7 separate regions of the Mus musculus genome follow, and all the other regions are linked to region 6. A link is a contact called in public ChIA-PET, Hi-C and HiChIP or PLAC-seq data. All regions are on one chromosome and are shown on one strand. The core of a region is the stretch at or near the end of the contact, and the rest is flanking DNA. Distances in the headings are between cores, read along the strand shown.

Region 1 (4,047 bases), core at 104-2,603, 610 kb before region 6:
TTCATGCATGGTGAGTACTCTACCAGCTGGCTATATTCCCAGTCCCATTTGGGGTCGTTTTAGAATACGGGGCGCTTTAAACTCTTCAGAAATAAACTCTTGATTCTTGAGAGTAGACAAGAGAACAGAAGGAAATGAACGCACAGAGAAGGGAAAAGCCAAAGGGCAGGTTTTGGGCAAAGGTAAAGCAACTCCTGAAGTTGAAGGTCTCAAACAGGCTTGGTTCAGAGCCATCAGGAGGGGTCAGAGCCACTGCCAAGTGTCGCAGTGGGTCACCAAGATGCAAATGGACACAGTTGGAGGTGATGGAAACATGAGAGTCCTAAGAAGCCCTCTTATATCCCACTCATATGAAGTATCTCCACACTACTCAACTTCGTTCTAGCTGAGCACAAATTGCATCAACCAAGGAGGCTAGAGGGAATCGGAGACACCACCCTACACAAGCCAACACTCTGGGCCTTCAAATGCGGTCCCCTTCCCCGGGAGGCCGAAAACCGAACTTACTAGATGCTAGGAACTAGAACCTCTACCTCCCATTCAAATTCTCTCTATTTCCCAAGGCCCACGATGAGCGGAATCGCGGTTGTCGACAAAGCAGGGTACGGGTTGCATCTCCCGCTTACCTTGATGGCTTTCTCCATGTCGCTGTCCTCCGACATGCTCCGCTGGGCTCCCACAGCCCGAAGCGGCGGAGGCTGCGCGGCTGTCCCGTCCCCTGGCAGCCGAGGAAGCAAAGGGCTCGGAGCTCGGGGAGACGGGCAGCGCCCGCCCCTAGGGAGCGGAGGGGATGAAGGTCCGGGTGCCGGCTCGGCTTCCGCAGGCGGCTCTAAGCTGGTGGCGGCGGTGGCGGCGGCAGCGGCGGCGGCCCCTGGGGACAAGCCTTTGTGCTGGGCCCCGCGCAGCCGCTTCCCGGCCTCATCCCCGGCCGGGGAGGCAGGCTCCCGGGGCAGGGCGAGGCGGGGAGGGGCCCGGCCTGGAGCGCCGTGCGGGGCTTTGGCGGGGCCGCCGCTTAGGCCTGGGTTCGCCAGCTCCTGAGGAGAAGCCTGCGCCGCCGCCTCCGCCTTCCCCGCCGCCGCCGGCACCAGCACCGTAGCGAAGCCGAAGCCGAGCCCGCCGCCGCTGCCGCCGCCGCCGCCGCCGCCGCCGCCGCCGCTCCCACTGCCGCTCCAGCGCCACACATCGCCGGGACGCCTGCGCCGGGCAGCCCGCCGGCCGCCCGCCCGCGCCTCACCCTCTGCAGCTTCACGCCAGCCATGCTGCCGCGGGGCTCTGCGACCACCCAGCCCCGCGCGCCTCTCGCCGGCATCCGCCGGCCTTTCTGAGGCTTTCCCGAGCCGCGCGGTGGATGTGCAGGCGCCAGCCGGGTCGTCCCCGGGGCGCGCCGCACGCAGCACAGGCCCCCGGGCCTTCCACTGACGTGGCGCTGGGTGAATGACGTAAGACGGCGCGAGGCCTGGCCTGCCGAAAGAGAAGCGGAATGCAGGGAGGGCGCATGCGCGGGAGCCCGCTGCTGAGTGTCTTGTGTTTTGAGCGAAACCTGTGGATGCAGCCAAGGAGTTGGCTGGGAAGTGGGATGGTAACGTGGGACATACAGAAATCTGGCTGTGTGGGAACCAACCGGATCGTGCTCGTCCTGTCAGCTTAGCGGGGTCGGAGATGTTGCTGCCTGCTGCAGCCATCTCAGCATCCCGAGGATGCTAGAAGCGGGAAGGAGGGACAAACGAGTTCTTGGCTTCCATGCGGACGGTTTTAGGACTAGCCAGTTTATGAAGCAGAATTGAAGGTTTGGTTGATTGATTGATTGATTGATTGATTAATTGATTTTTCGAGACAGGGTTTCTCTGTGTAACCCTGGCTGTCCCGGAGCTCACTCTGTAGACCAGGCTGGCCTCGAACTCGGAAATCTGCCTGCCTCTGCCTCCCAAATGCTGGGATTAAAGGCGTGTGTCACCACCGCCCGGCTCTGAAGGTTTTATTAACGATTACTTAAATGGAAGCGTATCCCTGAGAGAGTCATAAGAGACGAGTACACAAAGTATACACAAAGGAGTTTAGTACACGTCCTTTCTGTTAGATTTCTGAGGCAGTTCAAAGGAACAGACAGGGAGCAAAAGAGAGATGGGAGCCTGACCTCTTAACAGTCAGGACTGTGATTACTGGTGCGCACAGCAGGGGGCACAGTCCTCCTCCTGGAAGTTGGACTCCTCTACCAGAGGAAAAAGCTGGCTTCGAGGAGCCTATATAGTAAGGGTGTTAAGAATGCAGAAATATGGGGGGAGAGGCCTCAGGCCACTTCCCATTTCGTTTTATGAAGTTATCTAAATCAATTTAGATATTAAAATCAAAACTTCCAAGTTTTGGCCAGCAGTAGCCTTTGTCCAATGTGCATGGAGGCTAGATTGGGACCAAGAGCTGAGCAAGTTAGTGTCTTGAGGTCTCCCCATAGAGAGCTCTTTTAGATTAGCCTTCAGCCAGGCTAATGGTATGTCCTTTGGAATGGACAGTTTGGAACCCATGGCAGGCGTGCAACCAAGGTAAAAACATGGGTTAAATTGAGTCACCCAGGGGTATCCCTCAGATTTTCGATTAACCAAATGTAATGAGCATATTTAAAAAAAAAAAAAGCCGGTAAACCTGAAAAAAATAGCTTAGTTAGGAACTCCACTACACCCAGTGCTGCACCTGATAACCAGAACCCAGTGACCCAAGATAACCAGACACAGCCCTAGAACCCCATGGCCTCCACTGGACAGTACCTAAACAGAGACAAGAGCAATGCTCTGCACATCTGGAGAGACCTTCATCGGCCCTGCAGCTGGACAGTCTTCCCCAGGATCCTGACCCTTGAATCAGAGGCCACTATTAGAGACTGCACCTGACCTTTTGCTAATATGTCATACAGGTGAGCAGCCTAATACAACATACCTTGCTATACCAACTACCTGTGTCTACATTCTTGCTCACAATAAACATGCTTCAAAAGGAGAGTGAGGGGCTGGAGAGATAGCTCAGAGGTTAAGAGCACTGACTGCTCTTGCAGAGGTCCTGAGTTCAATTCCCAGCAACCACATCATGGCTCACAACCATCTGTAATGGGATCTGATGCCCTCTTCTGGTGTGTCTGAAGATAGCTACAGTGTACTCGTATACATAAAATAAATAAATAAGTTAAAAAAAAAAAAAAAGGAGAGTGAGCAACCCCAGTCTCGCACATTCCCAGGGGTCAAGGTACGGGAAAAAGTACAGGAAAAGTTCCTAGAGCTTTCTGTCAACCAAGTCAAGCAGGCTGTATCAGTCAGGGTTCTCTAGAGTCACAGAACTTAGGGGCAGTCTCTATATAGTAAGGGAATTTGTTGATGACTTACAGTCTGCAGTCCAACCCCCAACAATGGTCAGCAGCAGCTGTGAATGGAAGTCCAAGGATCTAGCAGGTGCTTAGTCCCACAAGGCAAGCAGATGAAGAAGAAAGAGAGCGAGAGAGAATCCTCCTTCTTCCAATATCTTATGCAGGTCTCCAGTAGAAGGGGTGGCCCAGACTAAAGTTGTGTACCACCACACCTGGATCTGGGGCTTGCTTTGTCCCAGATGACCGTGAACTCAGAGACCTTGCCTTAGTCTCCTGGGTTTCATAGCCACTATGCCTCAAGATCTCCATGGCAAGGTCCAGGTCAGAAACTTGTATCTCCCAGCCTCAAGATCAGGATCACAGGTGAGCCCTCCAGTTCTGAATTGCAGTTCATTCACGCTGACAACCACGAATAGCCACTACACTGGCCAATGAAGAGTTCCCAGAACACCAGCAAATGATCCCACTGCCAGTGGAAAGCCACTGGAGCCTTTGAGCTAGTCTCAAAGATGTAACCAGGTTGCCTTGGAGTTAGGTCCCTCAGGTTACCTTGTCCGAATGCTTTGGCTGTGTTAGATACATGATCCGGTTGAATGGAGAGTTGGCCTCCTGTTAGGTTCAGACTGTGTCAGAGCAAGACTGAAAAATTAGAGAGACGCCTCAAAGAGATGTGGCCCTTACAGGCCACCCTAGGGCAT
Region 2 (3,937 bases), core at 289-2,788, 560 kb before region 6:
GTCCACGTTCAACATGAGATCCGACCACTGCTCCTACCCAGAGTTGCAAGAGACCATGGAATGTTTTGGCTAAGGGCTTACTTTTGGAATCCCAGACAAGAACCCAGACTTCACCTTAACTTGGCTCTTTAGGAACCTGACCAGACCTCAGTCTCTTGAGCTGTGTAGTGGGGATAGTTATAGCATCAAACTCCCAGTTCTAAAGCTTATGGGTTAAAGACTGAATTGTTTAGGACGCTGCCCTGCACAAAGGTTGGGGGAGGGGACTTTTGGGGAACCCGGACTGCAGCTCACACCAAGTGCCAAGTGCACGAGGCCCTGTAGTATCAAGAGACATGGGATCACTGTCGCCCAGCACTGGGAAGCCTGGGGCAGGAGAATTACAAGTTCAAGGCCAGCCTGGACAACTTAGTGAGATCCTGTTTCAAAGAAAAAGTAGAGAGAAAGCTGAAGACCGGAGGTGGTAGCTGCGTGTCTGGCCTGCACAAATCCAAAGTGGGGTGGGAGTGGCTGACGGAAGAACACAGAATTCCGGGCCAGCCTTGGCTACAAAATGAGATCTTCTTTCAAAATAACACATCAAGATATCAGCCCTGACTGCTTTCCCATTTTACAGAAGAGGGCAGCCAAGTCCCACTTGTTGCACAAACAAAAAGAATACTTCACAACCACGTTCTTTCATGTGATTCCAGACTTTACCAAAACTCAAAAAGCTAAGACAACATTCCAAAGTCCCGGTTGGGTAAGAGCGGCCACAGAGGGGTCCTGACCCAGCTTTTGCTTCTGAACTCTGGCTCAGGTCTGCGTGAATCGGGTAGGGGTGTATGGGAGGTCTCGCAGAGAGGAGCTGGGACGGCTGGGCCTTCCTGGGTGAACCCGGACCGCGCGGGGAAGGAGCAGGCTGCATCGATGCGGGGTAAAGAGGCCCAGGACTGTCCCAGGCCGAGAGGCGACACACTGCGGCCACATGGGCAAGGGAAGACGCGCGCAAAGATCGCTGGGCGCGGAGGGGAAACTGAGGCCGCGTCGCCCGCTCCGTCCCGCCCTAGGGCCCGAGGAGGCGAAGTGAGTCTCACCTGGTTGCAGAAGACCTCAGGCTGATGGTTGGGGGCTGGCACCGCGCTGGTGGCGGCGGCGGACAACAGGCGGCTCAGGCGCGGTCCGCGGCGGACAGTGGTGAGTGCGGCGCGCAGCATGCTGAACTGAGCGGAGCTTAACTGACCCGAACTGAACTGAAATGGGCGAGCCGAGCCGAACGGAGCCGAGAGAAGCCTTGCCGATCGGAGGGCGACTGCAGCGTTGAAGAACAAGTCCTCGCCTCCGCCCCCTGCAGCCGCCAATGGGAGGCGGAGACACGGGGGCGTGGTCAGGGAGTCCCAGCCCCTCACGGCCTAAGGGGCGCGACCCCTGGCTCCCAAAGCCAAGTCAGAGATGGAGTTTGCAGAACCCTGAGAAAGCCTAGCCAGAGTGGTGTGCGCTCCTAGCAGGGTGGCTGGCGCCTAAGGCTCACATCTGTGCAGATATGGCGGCGAAGAGAATTCATGAATGCGGTTATTCCATGAACAGCCTGGGACTGGGCACTTGAGGTGCAGGACGTCATTGGCTAGAAAGAGACGTGGACGCCTGGTCACTTGTGTGCCTTTCAACCAGGTGAACGCATCACTAGGCTAAGGAGATGGTGAGAATCTTGGCAGGGGCTTCTGGGTAGTGCAAAGAGAAGTGTTTTGAAACCCAGGAGCCCCAAACTGGGTGGAGCCCTTGGAAGCTGAGGCCCAGCCTGTTTCTGAAGCACCCAGAAGGAGGAGACTGCTGTGTATGAGCATCGCCCTGCTTTGGTGACTCGAAGGATATTGTCACCCGCGCTGTAATAGCCAGTGACCAGACAAGGTGTCTGGGCGCGTTTCCTCGTGTGCCTCTCATTTTAGCACCGGACAGCTGAAGTTGTTCCGGACTCCGCACCGTTAGCACAAAACATGAGGAAAAAAGCATTTAAGGACCTCACAGGCTGGTCACATGACCCACCGTAGGTGCAAAGGAATCTGGGAAACTGAGAACGCTGTTGGGAGAAATTAAAAAGGAGCCACTGAGCAGACTTCCAGATTCCCCCCGGGGGTCTGCACATACAGAAATCCAAAAGATATGCTCGAATTTCATATCTCCCTGGAGACTGTGCAGCTCTGTATTAGTCAATCAGGTCAGAATGAAAGCTTGGCTCAGAGAGACACACAGGACCCCTTTGTTTTCAGAATTAAAAAAGAAAAACAGCAGAAAAATGGGTCTGGGTCTTTAATCTCAGCATTCAGGAAGTATTTATTTTATGTTTATGAGTACACTGTAGCTGTACTGATGGTTGTGAGCGATCATGTGGTTGCTGGGAATTTGAATTCAGGACTTCTGCTTGCTTGCTCAGGTCGGCCCCGCTGGCTTCAGTCTAAAGATTTATTTATTATATATCTAAGAACACTGTAGCTTTCTTCAGACACACAGAGGATGTCAGATCTCATTACTGATGGTTGTGAGCCACCATGTGGTTGCTGAGATTTGAACTCAGGACCTTTTGAAAAGCAGTCAGTGCTCTTAACCTCTGAGCCATTTCTCCAGCCCTAGCATTCAGGAAGTAGAAGCAAGCAAATCTCTAGAAAGCTCGAGGCCAGCCTGGTGGTCTACATATGAGTTCCGGCTAGCCATCAATATATACATACATACATATATATATGTATATATATATATCCCTTCAAAAGTTTCACCTGCAGGGGCCCTCTGGGTGTGTTTGCTTGTTCTGCGTGGCAATTCGCCCTTGTGCAGAAGTAAACCATTTTGCCTTGCCAAATGTGGATCGTGAATCTCCACACCCATTTCCTGCAGGAAGGTGTCCCCATTCACTGTTTGTAAAAGGGCTACTTGCTGTCTCATTGACTACAGGCCCATTACCATTTAAAGAATTTTCTATGGGTGACATTTAGGTGGCTTCCAATCTTGGGGGACTACAAATAATGCCCCGGTTTGTAGAGCCACTAAGTCATGGGACATTTCCTAATTAAATACTGATAGTGCTATATACAGGCTCCTCCTCCATTTATGATTGGGTGTGGCCTTTAACTCTTCTCAGGTTGGAAGTATCACAAATCAAGAATGTGTTGAAAGTCTACTTTCGGGCTGAAGAGATGGCTCAGCTGTTAAGAGCACCGACTGCTTTTCCAGGGGTCCCCAGTTCAATTTTCAGCAACTACATGGTGGCTCAGAACCATCTGATGCCCTCTTCTGGTGTGCCTGAAGACAACGGCAGTGCACTCATATACATAAAATTAAAAAAAAAAAAACCTAAAACAAACAAAAAAAGACTTTTAAGAAAGTCTACTTTCTCGTGGTACCTGCCCTGTAACATCAGCATTCAGGAAGTGGAGTCAGGAGGATCAGGAGTTGAAGGTCAACCTGAGCTACATAAAGAGTTCTAGGCTAGTCTGGGCTACAGGAGACTCTATTTCAAACAAACAAATTACTTCCACACCCCTACCACAGAACACAGCTTATCTATTGTCACTGCCGTGCTGTAAATCCTACTTATCAAAAGTCAGTAAAAAGACTGGGTAGGATGGGACCCCAGTGTCGGACAGTGCCACCGCCCTATGGGAATCCATCCTGTTGCGTGCCAAGAGAAGCACAGGGAAGAAGAAGATAGTGCAGGTTGCTCAAAGTCACGTGTCCTTCCCCACTGGGTACCAGGACAGTTCCTGATGGACACAGGATGGTCGGATCTGAAGAAGCCAGGGGTGATCATCAGATCCTTCCCTTGTATCTTCTGAAGCCATGGTGTTCTCTCTCTCTCTCTCTTCTCTCTCTCTCTCTCTCTCTCTCTCTTCTCTCTCTCTCACACACACATCTATTCTTGTGGGAGACTCCACTGGGAGTCCATGGATGTTGGGGGAACTTTACCTTG
Region 3 (3,760 bases), core at 1,041-3,540, 570 kb after region 6:
CCTCCACAGAGGGGTCAGACCTACATCTTATTTTCTTTTCTTTTTTTTAAGATTTATTGATATACATAGGTACACTGTAGGTGTCTTCAGACACACCAGAAGAGGGCATCAGATCTCATTACGAATGGTTGTGAGCCACCATGCAGTTGTTGGGATTTGAACTCAGAACCTTTGGAAAAGCAGTCAGTGCTCTTAACTGCTGAGCCATCTCTCCAGACCCACATTTCTGAATTCTTACAGAAAAAAAAAATTCACCCAAGAAACGAGTCCCCTTGGGGACAGACTCACCTTGTATTGTCAGCCGCAGGCTGGTGTGGCACCTCTTAGAGCTTTCTGGCAGTATAGTTTCCTTTACAGCAAGGTCAGAATGTCCCTGCTGGCGAACTCCTCTGTGTTTTGACTTATAAAACCAGATCCAAGGAGCATCCATAACCCATGAACGCCTTAAAGGCAAACTGGAGGCCAGCAGATGCTAGGCAATCATGGTGGCCACAGCCAGCATCCCTTTCATTGAATGCTTTGGGCAGGAAGTTCTGCCTCTTCAGAGGAAGGATCCGGAAGGCCTGGTGACCCTAGTGTGACACAAAAGAGGATAGAAAATGCCAGATGTTCCCATTCTCCTTGCGAGAGTGGCGCTGTAAACTGTCGGAAAGGTGGCACCGACCGCAATGCGCATGTGTGTAATAACCTGTACAATTCCTTTTCCAGGCCAGCTTTTTTAAAGGCTGCAGAAAACTTCACCCTCTTGGTAAAGAACAACATCTGGTACCCCAAGTTTAATTTCAGCAAGTAAGTGGGGGCCGGGCAATAGGCATTCACGCGCCTCTTAAAAAGAACTTCTGGGGGCTGAGAGATGGCTCAACGGTTAAGAGCACTGACTGCTCTTCCGAAGGTCCTGAGTTCAAATCCCAGCAACCACATGGTGGCTCATAACCATCCATAACGAGATCTGGTGCCCACTTCTGGTGTCTGAAGACAGCTACAGTGTACTTACATATAATAAATAAATAAAATTAAAAAAAAAAAAAAGATTTATAAAAAAGAACTTCTGGCTCTCCCCGAAGCTGCCCTTGCTCAGACTCTCTGCTTCCTCCCCTACTTCAGGAGGAATATCCTCCCCAACATTACCACCTCCTACCTCAAGTCGTGCATTTATAATGCGCGGACGGATCCCTTCTGCCCCATATTCCGTCTTGGCCAAATCGTGGCGGATGCGGGCCACAGCTTTCAGGAGATGGCAGTGGAGGTAGGTGCCAGCATGGTTTTCCTCGCATCTTACCTGCCCCAGGATCCCGGCCCCAGCGTGAGCTTGAGTTCCGAAAGCCTCCCCTGCTTTCCCCACAGGGAGGCATCATGGGTATCCAGATCAAGTGGGACTGCAACCTTGACAGAGCTGCCTCCCACTGCCTGCCCAGATATTCCTTCCGGCGCCTCGACACTCGGGACTTAGAACACAACGTGTCTCCTGGCTACAATTTCAGGTACCGCTCACGCGTTGGGAGGATGCGTACATGTGGTTCAAGCCCAGGGCACATCCTGAGACCTGTCTCACTAAAATATAAGAGGCTGCACTGAGCCGGGCGGTGGTGGCACACGCCTTTAATCCCAGCACTTGGGAGGCAGAAGCAGGCGGATTTCTAGGTTCGAGGCCAGCCTGGTCTACAAAGTGAGTTCCGGGGCAACCAGGGCTATACAGAGAAGCCCTGTCTCGAAAAGAAAAAAAAAAAAAAAAAAAAAAAAAAAAGAGGCTGCACTGAAACTAGCCAGCTGAAGATGCTGCTGTATCTGTTTCCCCGGGCTCTAGTAACAGATGACACCGAACAGCTCGAAACAACAGAATTTTATTCTTCGATAGTTCTGAAACCAGAAGTCTGTAGGATTATGTTGCTGTGAACTCTGCGGTCTGATGCCGTAAACTCCTGAACCCCCACCATCACCCCAAGTGCTGGGATTAGAGGTGTGCACCCGCCACACCCACCTTCTCTCTTCTATTTATGGACGGCTAGGAACTTGCTGTGTAGACCGGGTTGGTTCGATCTTCTCTTCAAGAACATTAGATTTAGGGTTAACCTTAATCTGGCATGACCTCTCTTTAACTAATTACATCTGCAAAATAAGATCACCTTTGCAGGTGGAGATGAATTTGAGAAGGGACACTATTAAATCCAGGACACCTGGGAATGTGAGCGAGGCCTGGGAACACCATTGCCATTTTTCAAAAGCAGCCAAATCCTGTGTACAGTTAACGAGCATTTATTTGCTAGGTCAGTTTTCAAAGTTGCCCTTGACTCCCTCTAGTGGTAGCTTGTGGTATCAAATTTGCGTGGGGTAGTAAGAAGGCTTTCTTGAGACTAGGGCAGCTATTCGAACTCCCCCCAACCCCCACACCAGGGTGGGGTCAGATTTGTATGGTTCTGTCTCTGTCTCAGGGTTCTTAGGGGCCACGGTGGAGACCTAAAGCTTGGAATCCTAGAACTGAGAAGTTGACGGATCTCACACACACCCAGACCGTAGCCAGCACCAGTCTCACCTGAGGGTCCCAAGCCTGGACCAATAGCATAGAAGCTGTGGCACAGATAAATCCCAGACTTGAGATTCTGATAGAAAGCTAACTAAGGCTGGGGCCGGGCAGAGCGGTGATAGGGGCAAGGTTTCTTCGGAGAATCTCCATATTGCATATTTAGGAACTAATTGACCTTTTAGTTTCCCGGGACAGCTGGGATTACAGACTTCCCTGGTTTGCATTCTGTAGCCTGGAGGGTGAGCTGAGTTGGTGTCTTATCTCAATTGTGTATCTCAATCCAGCCAATGAGACTAAAATGGCAGGTGGTAGCCAGGGGGGGAGCCCAGAGGCGTGGTGTATCCCACCTGGAGCCAAGCTCCAGCCGGGCTGTGAGCCCCGGGGCTGGCTCAGTCCCCATCCTTCCATGCAGTCTTGTAGATCCCCACTGGCTGACAAGTTCTGTTAGTGCACAGGGTCCCCTGGAGAGAGGCAGGGGATGATGATATGACCCAGCTGTATCATCAGGAAGGCCGTTCAGAGCAAAAGGGCTCCCATCCTGGGGTAGGATGCTGGTGGCAGAGGAGTCCCTCTGCTCCTCCGGGAGGGGTCCTGGCTCCTCCTGCTACATTGCCTCACATTAACTAGGAGGCTGACCTGGGGGGGGGAGGGTGCTTGGTGTCTGCGAAGCCACTGGAGCAACTCGTTAACCAAGACAAGTTGTGCTCAGGGACTTGGGTCCTGCGCTAACAGTCCCTGCCTGGGACCCCAAGATCTGCACTTATTCTCCACCCTACCCTCTTTTCCTCCAGGTTTGCCAAGTACTACAGGGACCTTGCTGGCAATGAGCAACGCACACTCACCAAGGCATATGGCATCCGCTTTGACATCATCGTGTTTGGAAAGGTAGGCCCTCCTCTGAACCCTGCTTGGAGAGAGAAAGCCTCCCACTGTCCTATTTTCTGTCATCACCCCCATTAGAACACTTTGGTTCTCCTCCTGTCTTCCGCCAGGCTGGCAAGTTTGACATCATCCCAACCATGATCAATGTTGGCTCTGGCTTGGCGCTCCTAGGGGTGGTGAGTGTTTTAGAGCGGTTTCCTTGTCTGGACCTTTCTTACTCGTCAGCAGCTTAGTGAGCAAGCGCTGGCCTTCCCCTAAACCTCAGACTTGACTCTAGACTGGATGCCGTTTGGGGTGAGGAGAAAGATTCCCTAGAAATCCCACCTCTGAGACCAAGCCGGTTGGTCTCAGTCCAGT
Region 4 (4,045 bases), core at 623-3,122, 550 kb after region 6:
AAAAATCAAGCCAGGCATGGTGGCGCACGCCTTTGATCCCAGCACTCTGGAGGCAGAGGCAGGCGGATTTCTGAGTTCGAGGCCAGCCTGGTCTACAGAGTGAGTTCCAGGACAGCCAGGGCTACACAGAGAAACCCTGTCTTGGGAAAAAAAAATCAAATAGGTATTACAAAATAAGAAGCAGTCAGGGCTGGAGATGTCACGCCAGAGCCTTTGTCCTGCGTGTGAGAAACTCAGGATGATGACCCAGTAAGACATAGAGAGTAGTGGTCAAGAAGAATTAAGGAAATATCACATGGCTTATATTTATTCTTTTGTCTCAGAATTTTCTCAAACAATGTACTAGGAGGGGGGCACGCACACGCTGGAGGACAATCGTGGGAGTTTGTTCTCTTTTTTTCCACCACTTATGTTCTAGGGATTAAACTCAGGTTGTCAAATTTGGCAGCATCTATCCTACTCACTGACTATAGACGGAAACAAGGTCTCACTCTATAGTTAGAACTAGGTATATAAACCAGGCTGGCTTTGAACTTGTGCCAATCCTCCCAGCTCTGCTTTCGGACTGCTGGGATAACAGGCATGTGCCACCACACCAGGCTGGCATGTTTTCCCACTAGGCCTTAGATTAAAACTCAAAATCATTCAAATCCCGTGATGAGTCGCTGGTAACAGGGCACTATGACTTGTGTATGAAGAGTTCTTCCCAAACCTTCATGTGTTGAAGGCTTCTTCCCTACGTGGGAGATAATGCTGAGAGGGGACTGGATGCTGAGAGACCTTAACATTGGGAGCTATGACATAACGGCAAATCTTATCTTAGCATTGGGAGGCGGTACAAAGGAGGTGAAGCCAGCTGGAATAACTAATTCCCTGGGACCTGGTGGTGGAAAGACACACCTTGTCCCCATGCCTTTCTGTAAGGTCCACCATGCTCTCTCAGATCCATGGAGCCAAGTGACCAGAAGCTGAAGCTAACTCAGATGAAATAAAAGATGCATGGAGCAGAAAATGAAAAGAACCGCGAGGAGTCTGATTAGAACCTCAAGCCTTGTGTATATTACCTGCTATATTTATACTGCACAGGGCTGAGATGCTCTCACTATGCTTGCTGGACAGTACCTGGTATAAGGGTACTTGGATGTATCTGTTACACTTAATATAAAACGCCTATTAAAAAAACTTCGGAAGGGAATGGATATATGTGACCTTAACAATGGTGTCTCCCCACGGGCTTGAATTTTTCCAATTCTCCCTAAGCTTGCGGTAAGCCATTCTCAATAGCAAGATGGCTACAGGGACCCCCCCCCACCCCCCAGGTGCTGGCTGTTGCCTCCTCTCAGGTGCAACTACGACAGTTATCTGACTAGGGGTAGGGACATGGATCGGCTTCAGGCCTAAGAGGGGTATATGGTGGCATTTGTGGCTGACTTCTGCAGACATCCTAGTACACCAGGTACTTATTCACCCACCCTATAGTTTCATAAAGCAGCACAGCGGGGCTCCCTCCACTACATCCAGATCAAGTTTGCCTCCTTCAGTCAGGGGACTGACTCTTCAGCACTCGGGTCCTCTAGGAATGTAACTCCTATCCAAGTTCCCCTGGCGCACGGCTCGTTATCCTATATCTGAACCGCAGAGCTGTCCTTTGCAACAGAACTCAACTGTCTGCCTTTCAATCCTAGGCCTGAGGGCGTCATTATCCTTGTCCCTCCGGGAGCTGACCTTGCTCCCTGCTCCAGAGGTAATTCGTCCCTTAGTGCTATACCACTCTTGCTTTTTAGATCGTCCCTTTGAGAGGGTCACGAGTTGGGGCGTCACCCTGGGGTGGCAGAGGGGGAGGAGACGCGCTCCTCAGGTCGCGCGCCGCCTATTTCCGGGCCGAGCTGCTGGGCGGGGCTGCTGCCCGGACCCGGTGGTGGTGGTGGCAGCGACAAGGCGACCCGCGGTGGCCACGACGCGGAGCAGCGGGCGGCGGAGCCATGGCAGGCTGCTGCTCCGTGCTCCGGGCTTTCCTGTTCGAGTACGACACGCCGCGCATCGTGCTCATCCGCAGCCGTAAAGTGGGGCTCATGAACCGCGTGGTGCAGCTGCTCATCCTGGCTTACGTCATTGGGTGAGCGGGCCTGGGGAGGGGCCGCGGCTGGGGGCAACCCAGACTGTCGGGACCTGGCAGCGCCCCCTTGCTCGCTCTCTGGGTCTGGGGCAATAGCTGAGCCGGCCAAGCCCCTCCTCCCCGAGTTCAAGGGGCGGCGACACGCCCTCGCCGGGCTCTAGCCAAGCCACCTGGAACCAGCTTGAACAGGACACTGGGGACTACTGGACGTCCTGGGAGCTAAGCCTCGTCTTAGCTAGACTGTCACCCCATCTTTCTCGCATCCTTCCCTCCCGACTTGCTTCATGCTGCGCCTTGGCTTGGTGGAGGGGCAGGGCAGGGAAGGCTTAACTCTGTGCGTCACGGACTTCTCTTCGGTTCCTTTTCAAACTCGGACAGAAACCAAGGCTTGTGGTTTTCATTCGGTACTTTCTGGGTCTGTGGTTTCTGTTACCTTAAGAAGCTTCTGATAACCCAGTACCCTTGAGATGTCACACTTCCCAAAAGTGTCCCAAGGTCACTTCCTTTGTTTTGTTGGATTGGTTGGGAATATGAGTACCCGCCTGATTTTGATTCTAAACTCTGCTCTTCATTACTGTTTATATATACCCTCCCATCACTAGGCGTTATGAAACGTTTAATTTTAATTGGATGCACCTGTAAGGCTGTAATACACCCCAGGAGAGATGGTGAACCTTACCTTGCCTCCTGGGCCCAATTTCAAGGTATTCGAGTGTCAACAGCTGCTAGCGTGACAGGTGGATCTGTTTTCTTACTAAAGGGCCTAAAGCACGGGTCCCCAAACAACACATTGGAGTCACTTAGGAATCCACAAAAAACACAGATAGATTGCCAATTCACAAACTGACTCAGAGCTGTAAGACCTCTGTGCCTGACCACACTCACCTGAGAAAGCTTTGTGTGGCCTTAGGTATATGAAATAGGTACACAGGTGGCTGGAGAGATGGCCCAGAGAGATGGTTAAGAATGCCTAAGATACAGCCTTTAATCCTAGCACTGGTGAGAGACAGGTAGGCAGATATCTATGAGTTCAAAGCCAGCCTGGTCTACATAGTTTCAGGACAACCAGAATTATTACAGTGTCCCAACTAAATAATAAATCAACAGGTCTCCTGCTTTGGTGTTAGGTCTGGAATCTGTTCAGACCGCCTAAGGGCATTCAAAAGAATGCAGAGGAGTTTCCGCTCACAAGGTTGTAGCTTCCACCATATGGAAGCGGTAGACACTAGATAAGACTCGCTGAAGCTGGAGGAGGCAGTAATCAGTATGTCTGCAATCCCAGTATTCATGGGGCTGAGGCAGAAGAATGCTCGCCTGAGCTATGTGAGCCCCTGTCTCCAAAAAACGTCCTCTTTAGCATGAGGCCTTGGAGTCATTCAGTCACCAGTACCTGAAAAACCCCTGGCCAGTATCTATTTTTTTTTTAAGATTTTTTTTTATTTTTATGTATATGAATACACTGTAGCTGTTCAGATGGTTGTGAGCCTTCATGTGGTTGTGGAGAATTGTATATAGGACCTCTGCTCGCTCCGGTCAACCCACTCCCTCAGTCTCTGACTGCTCCAGCCCAAAGATTTATTTATTATTTTTATTAAGTACCTGTAGCTGTCTTCAGACACACCAGAAGAGGGCGTCAGATCTCATTACAGGGGGTTGTGAGCCACCATGTGGTTGCTGGGATTTGAACTCAGTACCTTCGGAAGAGCAGTCAGTGCTCTTAATCGCTGAGCCATCTCTCCAGCCTGAGAGGCCAGTATCTAAATGCAGATTAGATTAAGTCTCTGGAGTGAATAATTCCAGTGCTCGGGATGGGCTCTCCAGTACTGAGCCCTGCTGCTAGCTCACTAAATAACTTGGATTGGAGTATCTGGAATCAGGGGCTCACCAGTAGCTTTGAGCTCTCGGCTTTTGTTTTCCTGGGATAATCTG
Region 5 (3,871 bases), core at 120-2,619, 620 kb after region 6:
CTCTGTGTAGCCCTGGCTGTCCTGGAACTCACTTTGTAGACCAGGGTGGCCTCGAACTCAGAAATGCACCTGCCTCTGCCTCCCGAGTGCTGGGATTAAAAGTGTATGCCACCATGGCCCGGCATATGACATTTTTGATGAAGTGTACAGCAGTAGAGTGTACAAGGAGGGGGATCGGGCAAACTGAAGCTGCTTCTGTACACTGATAGCACGATCTATTCTGAAACCGCAGTTTCTGTGGGTTTGGGAACAGCGGCAGCCCCTGCCACTTCCAAAGAACAAAGGAGCTGTGGGGAGGCAGAGCAATCCTCCTCTAGGTCCTGTGGGGGCAGAGTCAGGAGGAGGAGTAAAAGACATCATTAATGCCCCAGGGCACCTGAAGTTTCTACTCCAGGACTGGGGGAACATCACAGAGGAGGTTGAGGAAGGTAAAAGTTGCATCTAGGGTAATGAATGCGGAGCATGACCCACCCACCCCCAGATCAGGAGGCTGTTTGCCCATGGCACCTGAGATGTCCTCCACCCCCTGCTCCATCCCCCTGCAAAGTGCCACCTCTTCATCTCCAAGTGAGAGCAGCCGGGGAGGAGGCTGACAGAGCTGTGAAAACACCCCGTTTCCCAAACTGGGCATTCAGGGGGTGGGGAGAACCCTGGCATAGCCCCGGTGATAGCGGGGCACCACCACCCCAGGGCTGTGCCAGAGGGAGCCGGCAGGCACTCTTTATGCATCGCGCGCTGCAGCCCAGAGGTAAATTTAGGTCAAAAGGATCAAGTCGGCCTGTGAGGTCGGGGTGATCAGAGGGCAGACTCGGGTCCAAGCCCCTAGGACCAGGGTCCTCCCCGTGCCTGGCAGCCTGCGGAGGTGGGACGCTCCCGCGCGCTCAGGTTCCGCACCTGTCAAGCGCCAGGGGTGGCCTAGGCCATCGCTGGGATCCGGGACCGCCCTGGCCGGCGGACCTTGGTGCGGAACTCCTGGCCGGCTCCTGCCGCCGGACCCCAAGCGCCGCCCGGCTCCGGAGGCCAGGGGGAAAGGGGGCGCAGCCCTCCACGTGGCGGGGCGCGGGGCGGCGCACGTGGGGTCCCCTCGGGGCCCGCCTCTGGGCTGTGTCTGCCGGCTCCCGCGCGCGTCCGGGACCCAAAGACCCACGGGGAGGTTGCGTCCCTCCCCCACCCACCCCCGACTCAGCCCGGCCCGCCTCGGGCCAGCTCACCTGGGCTCCGCGCCGCCGCCTCCCGCGCTCTGCGCCCCCGGCTCGGCTTGGCTCGGCTTGGCTCGGCTCGGCTCGGTCCGGTTCGGCTCTCCACGGGAGGAGCCGCCCGGGCTTCGGCTCGCGCGCGGCGCGGCGGCGCCTCGGGCTCCTTGCTGATTGGCCAAGGACCCGGCGTGGAGCGCGCGTGCCCGCCGCAGCCTCGGCCGCGCGCGCCGGGTCCCGCGGAGACTTAAGTAGCGGCGGGGCGGAGGTGGAGGCGGGAGGGGGGGTGGGGGGAAGGAGGCGACAGGAAGCGAGGCCCGACTCGCGCAGGGGCGAACAGGCCGCAAGTTTGGGAGTGGGTCTCGGTTCCTGCGAGATGCTCCACGCCGCTTTGTCCCTGAGCGTGGAGAAGTTCCCCCAAAGGCGACGGGGGAAAACCCAGGAGCCGTCTGGCGGTTCCCTCCCTGGATTTCGGGGCAACGCCCATTATGGGGAAACCCTTCCGCAGCCACCACCCCTCTGACCACTGCTGCAGGCTCGCCCTAAAATGCATCACTCACTCTGAACAGCCCAGCGAAGTTCTAGGTCTCTCCACAAGACTGACCAAACATTCTTCCCCTTTTTGACGGTTTACTTTGCTGGAGCCTTAAAATATTTAGTCTCCCAGTTGGGTAACAACGGAGAAAAAAAAGGGTATTTCAAGGGCTCGCTCACCCGGTGGCCTTGGATGTGGGGGGCCGGTGAACTCAGACTCGGATGTTCACCAGTGGCTGTCTGCATGCATGTTTCTGCCGGCAGCCAAAGGGTTGAGATGTCAAATTCACTAAGAATTCAAAGCTCTTTGTCAACTGGGTCGATTTTCAGCCCTCAATAAATTATTGCCATATTTCTAGGCTGGGCACTCACAAACAGTCCCCAGGACCGGACAAATAAACTCAATGAGCGTTCTAATGAGATGACCACCTCTGATACTGCTAAGCGCTCTTCCATTTATTTGTTAGTAGTAGCAACTGGAGCGAGACGAAGTGGAATAGTACACAATAGTTAAAAGGACTGTTAGATCTATTTGTACCCCCACAGGAAAAGGAAAACAAAAACATGTAGCGTAAGACAGCAAGCTGCAGGAGACAGTATCATGCACAGTTTGCGTGTCTTTTTAAGCCCCACTCTTGACTGACTTCCTGAGGAGACATGAACAAATGCCTATTCACCCAAAATAGGGCGCCGACAACAGATCAAAAACATCCAAGCCCAGCTTGGTGAACCAATGGGTTTATTGGGCTTACTCATCTCCAGCATGGACAGTGACCTGCCAGAAGGAGTGTCTCCTTCGTTTACCCACCCCTTTATATTCTCTAGCATCTCCCGGGGCCAGGTGCTGTTGGAGGTCTGCACAGGAGGAGAGGCGGGAGCAACTGTAATCTCAGGTGAGGGTCTAATGACTCTCCCCATTTCTTCCCTAGAGGGTGGATAATAGCCTCTCTCCAGTAAGGGACGGGTGCAGAGGCAAGCACAGATGCTCTGATTTCAAGAGGGACATGTTCTATGACCTCCACACGGTGTATGCTTATGGACACAAGCTTGTGCGAACGTCAAAGAGAATCGGTTCATGTTAGATGCATGATGGTCTGACATCAAGACGGAAGTAGGCAGCTAGAGGGGTAGCTCAGAGGTAGAGGACTTGCCTACCAGGTAGGAGGTAACGGTAAGGAAACCGGCTGGATAGCCTGGCGTGGTGGCGCACGCCTTTAATCCCAGCACTCGGGAGGCAGAGGCAGGCGGATTTCTGAGTTCGAGGCCAGCCTGGTCTAGAGTGAGTTCCAGGACAGCCAGGGCCATACAGAGAAACCCTGTCTTGAACCCCTCCCCCCCAAAAAAGGAAGCGGGCTGGAGAGATGGCTCCGTAGTTAAGAGCACCCACCAGCTGCTCTTGCAAAGGATCTAGGTTCGATTCCCAGTATCCACATGATGGGTCACAACCTCTGGAACCCCAGTTCCAGGGGATCTGACGCCCTCTTCTGGCCTTCTCAGGCAGAGCATGCATGTGGTTCGCAGACATGCATTGAGGAAAAACACCCATACACATGGAATAAAAATAAAGGAAGGTGGGTCGGGCACTTTTAACCCCAGTATTTGGGAGGCATGGGGCAGGAGGATCTCCATGAGTTCAAGGTGGTAGGAAGTTCCAGGTCTATATAGACCCTGCTTCCAAAAAGACAAAACAATAATGATAGATGAGTAAAGGAAGGAATTGAGGGCAGAGAATGGGACAGGGAGTATAGGAAGATGACATAGCTGTTTTATTTCCTCTATAAATGGTTGTAAAATAGATTGCAAAAATAGTTGATGCTGAATAGTGGGTACATAGTTCTGTATTTTTCTGTATTGTAGACCCCTCCCCAACCCCAAATTTATAGTAGGTTAAGTAGGCAGGGCGGGGCTTTGGGGGTCATGAGTGACAGGGTGTTAGAACCTAGTGGGGAAACCCCCACTCAACTCCCGATTCGGCGTGCACCCAAAAAAATCAGGAAGGACCATCTCTTGATGTAATTACATGAGAACGTTTAATGACGGAGCTCTGGACGACATGCATCTCACACAGGAGATAACGGATGTCGGCCACAAGGCTCGACAGCTAGGGGTTTTTATGGGGTAAGGGGCTTAGGGGTGTGGAATTC
Region 6 (3,868 bases), core at 1,148-3,647:
TGGCTATGAACTCTGGAGGGAACATGTCCCCTGTATCATCAGCTTGGTTTGTAATTTTCCTTCACCCCTCACCACATGGATGGGATGACATACATACCTGTCACTTGGCATCTAGATAATTATGACACAATGTGTGGGCATAAACATTTTAAATCTTTCTATTGCTTCCCCAGGAGTGACACACACCCTATGTGCCAAAGTCTGCTGGGCTCCGAAGGCTCCATTTAGGGACTTATTAAACAAAAGGCTGTTGTTTCAGGCTCTGCCCAGTTCTAGTCCTCCTCCTGGAATTTAGCAACTGTGTGACCTTCAGCAAACAACCCAGCCTTTCCGTGCCTAACTTTATCTGTAAAATGGGAACGGTGGGAATATATCATCTCTAGGATTGTATCGGGGATTCCATCAGCTGACTTTGTTTCGTTCGAGACAAGATTTTGCTGTTAGCCTTGACTGGTCTGGAACTTGCCTCAAATTCTCAAAGATCTGCCTACCTCTGCCTCCCCAGTCCTGGAAATAAAGTCCTATCTAACCATGCCCAGCTACTTCATCATATTTTATTTTATATGTACGTCTGCTAGAAGGTCAGAGGACAACCTGTGGTAGCTTCCTCTCTCTCCATTAGGATGTGGGGCATGGAACTCTAATTGGTTGGCAGGCATGGAGGGAATCTCTTGTCTGCAGAGCTGTTTAGATAGCCTCCCACAAAGAGACAGATTTTGGCTCATACTAGTAAGAGTGGTGTGTGTTTGTCTCTCCATCCCACAAAATGAGTCTCCCGGGGGAGAGAAAGGCTTTCTCTGTCTTGCTCAACCTGCTCCACCCAGAATAGACACTCCTTGTGAATCAGTCTTACATATCCCTGGCCCTATGGTGTCCCTGGGAAGCTACCCTGCCCTGGAGGGAGTCCAAGATTCCAAAAACTCAGTGAAGACCACATTGACCTCCACAGATTCACAGCAGGGCTTAGCATCGACCCCAGGATGTCAAGAAGCCTGGTGCACCAGCTGCCTTGGGGTGATGAATGACCATTTGTGTAATGGTGTGCAAAACCATAGCTTGGGACAATGAGTTGGTGAGTGGGCAAAGTGGAGCAGAGGGCTGAGGAGAGCTGGGGAGAATCCTGAAACCCCACTGTCGGGGGCTAGCATCAGGAAAAGGGCTCAGATCTAGATGGGTGCATCACACACCATGCTGCGGGGCCACGGGAAGACAGAGCTTGTAGAAAATGAGTCTCTCTATGGGGAGACAACCTTGCAAGGCATTCATGGAAAGGAATCCTCAGATCCATCCCTCTTGCTTTGAGAAACATGAACTGGAGGTGGGGCTGGGGGAGAACATTTTGTAAATTTTCTGGCGTGCTACTGGGAAGAGATAAATGGGTCAGATGGGTGTGCATTTTTCTTCCATAGGCAGCTAGCCTGCGAGGCAGCAGAGTTGGGGACCCCTCAGGTGAAGGGGTGCCCCTGGGGAGTCAAGGAAGCTAGAGGCAAGCAGCAGATGAATGCGCTGAGGCCCAGAGCGCACGCACAGCAACCTCCCAGGAAATGTGCAAATTCCCATTTTATCTGCTCCGGCACGCTCATTCAACCCAGCTCCGGCTAAATACAGGGGAAATCTCTTAAATTATTATATAACTTTCTGAGTTCAAGAAAGATAATTCAAAAGATAGGTAGTAGCAACCCTTACAGAATTCTCCCAACCTCTCTCTAAAATGTAAAAGAGCATTAGCGCACACAAGAAGCTCACACAAATTACTTAATGTGCCACTCACAGTGGATTAACATTTTTTTGGCTTATCTTGGGGGCTTCTTTTTTCCAAATATTGTATCGTAGATGCTTTATTGCAGTATTATGAAATTTTGCCAGTGCTGGGAATTGAACCCAAGGTCTCACACATACTCGACAAGCATTCTCACCACGGAGCCGTATATCTAGCTCTTCTTGTTCACCAATGTGCCAGAGTATTTGAATCCCCAACGTTCCAACCTCCTCCTCTTTATGATTCTCCACAGGCAAGCAACCCCACCCCAGATTGGCTCCGAGGGGTGATTCAGTGTTGAACTCCCACCCCGCCATGTCGGTCAGACTTCTGTCCCCAAGCAGCAGAGCCGGAAGGAGCTGGTGAGCCTCGCAGCGCGCAGCAGACTGACAAAGTCCACCTTCAACTTGCGCGCGCCAACTTCACAACTTCCCTCTCCCGCCACAGGGGGTCTATTTCCCCCGCCCGTTTGGCGGAAGGATCCCGCGCGCGGTGGCGGAGTCGCGCTCAACCGTCTCCGCCCGGGCTCCGCCCCACCCCCGCCCTACGCGCTCAAACCCCGCCCCTTCCCGGCGCCGGCCCCGCCCCCTTCCCGCGCGCTCTATGGGCCCGTAAAGAAGTCCCGGCCGGGCCGCTGCACTCCCGCGCGCGCATCCGTGCGCCGCCCGAGGCTGGCCTGAGGAGTCGGCGGCCATCTTGTTCTTCTCGTGGTTCCCAGTGGCGAGAGGAGGAGGAAGCCCGGAGCGGAGCGGGGCGGCTGGGGGGGGTGGACCCGCCGCGGCTGCTGCTGCCACCGCCGCCGCCGCCACCACCGCTCGTGGGGCTCGTGGCGTGAGGAAGGAGGACGAGTGAGACCCCGGGGCGAGCGGGCGGCGGCGCCGCTGCTGCTGCTGCTGCTGCGGGAGGGTCGGCGGCGGGACGGCGATGGCGGATATCGACAAACTCAACATCGACAGCATCATCCAACGGCTGCTGGAAGGTGAGCGGCGCGCGGGTGGGTGGCGGGGCAGGCCCGGCCGGTGGGGGATCAGGCCCAGTGGAGGGGCCGGTCTTTTCTCGGAAGCCGCTTTGGATCTGGGGCGCGCATACAAGCGCCTCCGGGTTTGGGGACCCCATTATTTTTTATCACTCCCCTGTCCTTGCTTTCACATTTATCATCTGGAGTCCAAGGACTCATCAGAGGGACTTGGCTTGGCAGGACGACGTCCCAGTGCGATGAGAGTCCGTCTCCTGCATTTTCCTACCCCCTCCACCCTCCCCTCAAAGCCATCCATCCTCCAGCGTTCTTTCCCCCTTGAACGTGCATCCGCACACGGACCCAGTCCGGGTGACAGTGTGGCTCTCTCTGATCATCAGATTGTTGTGTCCCTGAGGACAGGGGGACGCTGCCGCGTTCAGCGAGCACCCGCCAGGTAGGTGCTGTGTTGTTATTATCCTGGAAGTGGGTTTCGCAAGAGAAACTCCCAAGACCTCGCTGGACCAAGAATTAACAGTTAAAAGTCAGGTTTCAAACCCCGGGGTAGCTAGGAACCTAGAGAGAACCTGCCGCCTTCCAACTGTTCACCCCGTGGGAACCCAGGATGTCCAGTGGTTGAGGAGAGGTTCAAAAACAAAAACCCAGCTTTCCTTTTGTCCGACTTGGGGGTTTCTGCCGTGTGGTTTCCTACTTTGGAGATTTCAAATTTGACATAGGTCTGGATCCTGCTAATCACAGATCCCACAACATCCGCTGAAGCTAAAGAGGAGAAGATCCAGTAACCTTGATTTGGGCTCTTGACACTAGCTTGCTTTGGCCCAAAATACTTTTGGAGTGGTGGACAGCTGCGCAATTCTGGTGGTAGATGTCTTCAAGTAAATCACTGACAGAAAAGGGAAAAGGTGTCTTTTTAAAATCTGGGCATTTCCCCGGGGGGCGGGGGGGTGTTTTTCAAGACAGGGTTTCTCAGTATGGTCCTGGGGCTGTCCTGGAACTCACTCTGTAGAGCAGGCTGGCCTCAAACTCAGAAATCCGCCTGCCTCTGCCTCCCTAGGGCACGGATTAAAGGCTTGGGCCACCACTGCCCAGAGCATTGCCTCCTCTTTAATGTTTTGTTTACATAGGGTTTCTTG
Region 7 (3,703 bases), core at 892-3,391, 660 kb after region 6:
AAACAACTAAAAGAGAGGTAATTGCATAGGAAATTATACACATGGGGGAAGAATACATGAACCTAACTTCTAATGCAATCCATTAAAAAAACATCTAAATAAAAGCTCTTAGAACAACCCCTCTAATAATCATAACTTTGGTTCCCCCATGTATCCCAGCTAACTTCCGAACTGCTTTGTAGCCCAGGAGGACTTTGAACTTCTGTTCTTCCTGCCTCTAGCCCCCAAAGGCATGGGTTACAGCTGTGGACCACTATGTCTAGTTTAAAGTGCTGGGCATGGAACCCAGGCCTTGTGCACAAGAGGCAAGCACGTTACCAACAGAGCCACGCCCCTATCATCTTAGACTTAACTGCTCCCCACTCCTTGGTAATCTTCACCCAGCCCTTTGCAGAGAGAAAGTTCACCTGATCTGCACTGAATTTGCCAGCTGAGGACACGATTCTTCAATTAGCTTGTACAGCTTTGACAGTGTAATATCTGGGCCCTGTGTAAAGGAGAAAATAAGGTTAGAGATAACGGGCAAAGAGCTTCGGACTGAGAAACGACTGAAAAGAGTCATTTATCAATCATTCCAAACGAGACACATGGAATCAGGATTTTCCTGACTATGCAAAATACGAAGACATACTTCACATTTGTAGATTGGTTTTAGTCAATGGAATAATCTATTAAAAAAAAAAGGAGAAAGAAAAATGAACAGGATTTATAGGATAAGGCTCTCTTTCCTTTGTTACTCTTAACAGGCAACGCTGAGCCCGTCTCCATCAGTTAAATGGACTTAATAATCACTATCTCCTTTGTCTGTGGAAAAGTTAAGTGGGAGACTGTGAAAGGCTTTGCACACCGGGAAGCACTATACAAAGGTGGGTGCTCTAGTTCTCCTGAGTATAAACACATTTCATCGTTTTCTGAACTGGGGAAGGAAGGCTAACCCAGAAGCAGAGCCTTCTCTAGACAAGGTTTAAAATTACTCACTGGGGCCATTTTTAGAAAGTCAGTGTTTACACCACTCTAGATGTAGGTAACCCAACTCGACTTCTTGGGAAATTGTATTTGACATATACTATTTTAAGATTGCCTGTATGGCTGGGTATACAGCTCTAATCTCAGCACTCAGGAGACAAAGGCAGGGGGATCTCTTGAGTTGGAGGCCACCCTGGTCTACAGAGCGAGTTCCAAGACATCCAGGGCAACACAAAGAAACCCTGTCTTGAAAAACAAACCACGGGTTGGTGAGATGGCTCAGCGGTTAAGAGCACTGACTGCTCTTCTGAAGGTCCTGAGTTCAAATCCCAGCAACCACATGGTGACTCACAACCATCTGTAATGAAATCTGACCCCCTCTTCTGGGGTGTCTGAAGACAACTACAGTGTACTTACATATAATAAATAAACAAGTTAGAAAAAAAGAAAAACAAACCACTACAAAGTGAGTTCCAGGACAGAGAAACCCTGTCTCGAAAAACCAAAAAAAACCCAAAAACAAACAAAAAAAGACAAACAAACCAAACTAAAAGAACCTATATGTTAAAACAAAAACAAAAAAAAAAACCCTCAAAACTTATCATTTATAGGAAAAGAGTTAAACCATGCCGGTTAGCTTAGGATGAAATATCATGCAGTTGCTAGTGTTCTTTTTCAGTGACAAGATGAAGCCCCGCCCCCAGGGCCCCTCCCCCGGGGCTGGACCTTCCCTGCCCTCCAGCTCAGGGCGGGGCCCACGCGAAGCGCGCGCGCGCGTGCGGTAATGGGCGGGAAAGAGCGGGCGCCCCTCACCTGCAGCAGGGGCAGGAGCAGCTGGTTGAGCTTCCGCCGCTCCACGAGGCTGACGGCGCCCTCGCCCGTGCGGCCCATCTCGTTGAGCAGCACCAGGACGGCGATCTTATAGGGCGTCACCCAGTCCTTGATGCCAAACAAGTTGGCGTGCACTACCCCGTTGGTCATCATCGGGCTGAAGTCCTGGCTCTTCGTGGACGCCGGCAAGGACAGGCCCTCTCCAGGCCTGCCACGCGCCGCGCCCACGAGCCGCCTTTACGCCATGGCTGCAGCCGCCCGGCACCTTAACCCGCCCAAGACTGTTTCCCACAGTAGCGGGGGCCTCAGTGTCCCTCTCCCACCCCGGCGGTGCCTTCGACCAATCAAAGACCAGAAGGAAGACTGACAGCCAATCAAAACAGCCAAACCTGTAGTGAGCGGGGGTAGGGGAGGGGGTGGGACATAAATGGTGTTATGGCAAATCGGTTCCCTACAGAAACGCTCAACCAAGGCGACCAGGTTCCTAGTCGACGTGGACAGGGATCTGGGAGGAAGACGCAGGGATTTTGATCAGAGACAGCGTGAACTACAGGCCACGCGTGTATTTATTTAATTTGATCTTCCTTCTCGCCCCCATTTAATTGCATCTTTGCCTCTAGCGGTACACGAAATTGAACAAGACACCTCGCCTGTATATGTGTATACCAGGGAAGCTCTCTTAACAAAGACCTTCAGCTGAAGCGATGCTCCTCCCCTTTTGGAGAAAAAAAAAAAAAAACTTACTAAGTAGCATAAACTGGCCTTGAACTCGCGACAATAGCTGAGATGATTTGAATGATCTACCCTGCCCAAAAGACATTTTTAAATCATTGTATTTAAAAGCAATGGGATTAAATTGGCATGTTTAAATTATATTTGCATACTAGATGTGATAGCTCCCTGCCTCTTACTCCAGCAACCTGGAGGCACAGGCAGTGGCAAGCACATCTCCATAAATTCGAGGCCAACCTGGTCTATAAAGCCAGTTCCAGGCCAGCTAGGTCTGCATAGTTAAGAAGACCCTGCCTCAAAAAACTTTTTTTTCGCTAGGCAATGATGGCACACGACTTTAATCCCAGAACGTGGGAGGCAGAGACAGACAGATTTCTTTTCTGAGTTCAAGGCCAGCTTGGTCTACAGAGTGAGTTCCAGGACAGCCAGGGCTACACAGAGAAACCCTGTCTAGAAAAACAAAAACAAAAAGCATTTTTTTCACTCATATTAAATTTTTTTGATACAAGGTGTCACCATGCAGCCCTTTGTAGAACCTGCCTCTGCCTCCCTACTAGCAGTAGGGAGCCACCATGCCTGTCCTTATTCTCCTTTTGTAAGGACAAGAGCCCATGTTTTTCTTCAACATCTCACAAATGCCATTTGTAGGCAGCTACGTGTCAGTTTGCAAGTGCGATACCCATAGTGAAACAAAAGGTAAGACCACCTTCTTGTGAATGGATATCTGTATCCCACCTAAGTCACTACAAAGTCCAACATCAGGTAAATGAAGCTCTTAAAACCAACCCCCGGTCTACAGTATTTTCAGTCTGACTTTTCACAATGCCCCTTCTACTTATCTGTATTTCTCAAGACACTTAGTTCTCTAGAGCTTAAAGTATTATTATCAGGGCTGAAGAAACAGCCCGGTTGTTAAGAGCACTAGAGCACTTGCTGTTCTTGCAGAGAAATTGGGTTTGGTTCCCAGAACCCACATGGTCCATCAGTATCTTCTGGCTTCTGCGGGCACCAGACAGCCATGTGGTACAGAGATATATATGCAGGCAAAGTACTCGTACAAATAAAATAAAAATAAATAAGTATTTTAAAATAAAAATATTATCAGTGATTAGTCATTCTCAGTAGTTTTCATAGCTCTTTATTTTTTAAAGTTTTTTAAAAGATTTATTTATTT

Evidence for each region. A called contact is a pair of places that touch in the nucleus more often than the background predicts. ChIA-PET counts read pairs in DNA pulled down with a chosen protein or histone mark. HiChIP or PLAC-seq counts read pairs in DNA pulled down with a chosen protein or histone mark.
Region 1: a contact with region 6 is called in an H3K4me3 HiChIP or PLAC-seq map of the 230-238 cell line, with 11 read pairs. The contact joins the promoter of Mapkapk5 here to the promoter of Ppp1cc in region 6. A contact is called at or near these places in 2 of 115 datasets of contacts at active chromatin or transcription factors (the 230-238 cell line and bone marrow-derived macrophages).
Region 2: an H3K4me3 HiChIP or PLAC-seq map of bone marrow-derived macrophages shows a contact between it and region 6, with 5 times the contacts expected there. The contact joins the promoter of Aldh2 here to the promoter of Ppp1cc in region 6. A contact is called at or near these places in 3 of 115 datasets of contacts at active chromatin or transcription factors (bone marrow-derived macrophages and embryonic stem cells).
Region 3: a contact with region 6 is called in an H3K4me3 HiChIP or PLAC-seq map of bone marrow-derived macrophages, with 3 times the contacts expected there. The contact joins the enhancer-like site here to the promoter of Ppp1cc in region 6. A contact is called at or near these places in 3 of 115 datasets of contacts at active chromatin or transcription factors (bone marrow-derived macrophages, large pre-B cells and memory CD8 T cells) and 1 of 9 other capture datasets (liver).
Region 4: an RNA polymerase II ChIA-PET map of memory CD8 T cells shows a contact between it and region 6, with 13 read pairs. The contact joins the promoter of P2rx4 here to the promoter of Ppp1cc in region 6. A contact is called at or near these places in 3 of 39 promoter capture datasets (the C10 cell line, liver and neutrophils), 1 of 484 Hi-C or Micro-C datasets (cortical neurons), 5 of 115 datasets of contacts at active chromatin or transcription factors (bone marrow-derived macrophages, embryonic stem cells, memory CD8 T cells and 2 more) and 2 of 9 other capture datasets (embryonic stem cells and liver).
Region 5: a contact with region 6 is called in an H3K4me3 HiChIP or PLAC-seq map of embryonic stem cells, with 8 times the contacts expected there. The contact joins the promoter of Camkk2 here to the promoter of Ppp1cc in region 6. A contact is called at or near these places in 3 of 115 datasets of contacts at active chromatin or transcription factors (embryonic stem cells and stem cell-derived neural progenitor cells).
Region 7: a contact with region 6 is called in a Hi-C map of erythroblasts, with 6 times the contacts expected there. The contact joins the promoter of Anapc5 here to the promoter of Ppp1cc in region 6. A contact is called at or near these places in 1 of 39 promoter capture datasets (pre-B cells), 1 of 484 Hi-C or Micro-C datasets (erythroblasts), 3 of 115 datasets of contacts at active chromatin or transcription factors (large pre-B cells, memory CD8 T cells and pro-B cells) and 1 of 9 other capture datasets (liver).

What each region holds. Positions count from the first base shown.
Region 1 is chr5:121,544,539-121,548,585 of GRCm38.p6, forward strand. It overlaps Mapkapk5 (MAP kinase-activated protein kinase 5), which reads right to left and starts at 1,354. Exons shown (of 14, transcript NM_010765.2): 1 at 627-1,354. The coding sequence starts at 662.
Region 2 is chr5:121,592,286-121,596,222 of GRCm38.p6, forward strand. It overlaps Aldh2 (aldehyde dehydrogenase 2, mitochondrial), which reads right to left and starts at 1,539. Exons shown (of 13, transcript NM_009656.4): 1 at 1,077-1,539. The coding sequence starts at 1,196.
Region 3 is chr5:122,723,886-122,727,645 of GRCm38.p6, forward strand. P2rx4 (purinergic receptor P2X, ligand-gated ion channel 4) reads left to right here. Exons shown (of 12, transcript NM_011026.3): 6 at 709-789; 7 at 1,105-1,246; 8 at 1,345-1,481; 9 at 3,313-3,406; 10 at 3,514-3,579. It also overlaps a transcript of Camkk2 not described here. Among named protein-coding and RNA genes, the nearest start is that of P2rx4, 18 kb to the left of the region's middle. Within about 2 kb of position 2,291, at least 15 of the 459 cell types and tissues checked have an H3K27ac peak or open chromatin away from gene starts, as enhancers often do. A contact at or near this core is called in bone marrow-derived macrophages, where this site is marked.
Region 4 is chr5:122,705,672-122,709,716 of GRCm38.p6, forward strand. P2rx4 (purinergic receptor P2X, ligand-gated ion channel 4) reads left to right here and starts at 1,873. Exons shown (of 12, transcript NM_011026.3): 1 at 1,873-2,116. The coding sequence starts at 1,983.
Region 5 is chr5:122,778,041-122,781,911 of GRCm38.p6, forward strand. It overlaps Camkk2 (calcium/calmodulin-dependent protein kinase kinase 2, beta), which reads right to left and starts at 1,370. Exons shown (of 17, transcript NM_001199676.1): 1 at 1,212-1,370.
Region 6 is chr5:122,155,878-122,159,745 of GRCm38.p6, forward strand. It overlaps Ppp1cc (protein phosphatase 1 catalytic subunit gamma), which reads left to right and starts at 2,398. Exons shown (of 7, transcript NM_013636.4): 1 at 2,398-2,738. The coding sequence starts at 2,684.
Region 7 is chr5:122,819,201-122,822,903 of GRCm38.p6, forward strand. It overlaps Anapc5 (anaphase-promoting complex subunit 5), which reads right to left and starts at 2,142. Exons shown (of 17, transcript NM_021505.3): 1 at 1,780-2,142; 2 at 408-487. The coding sequence starts at 1,950.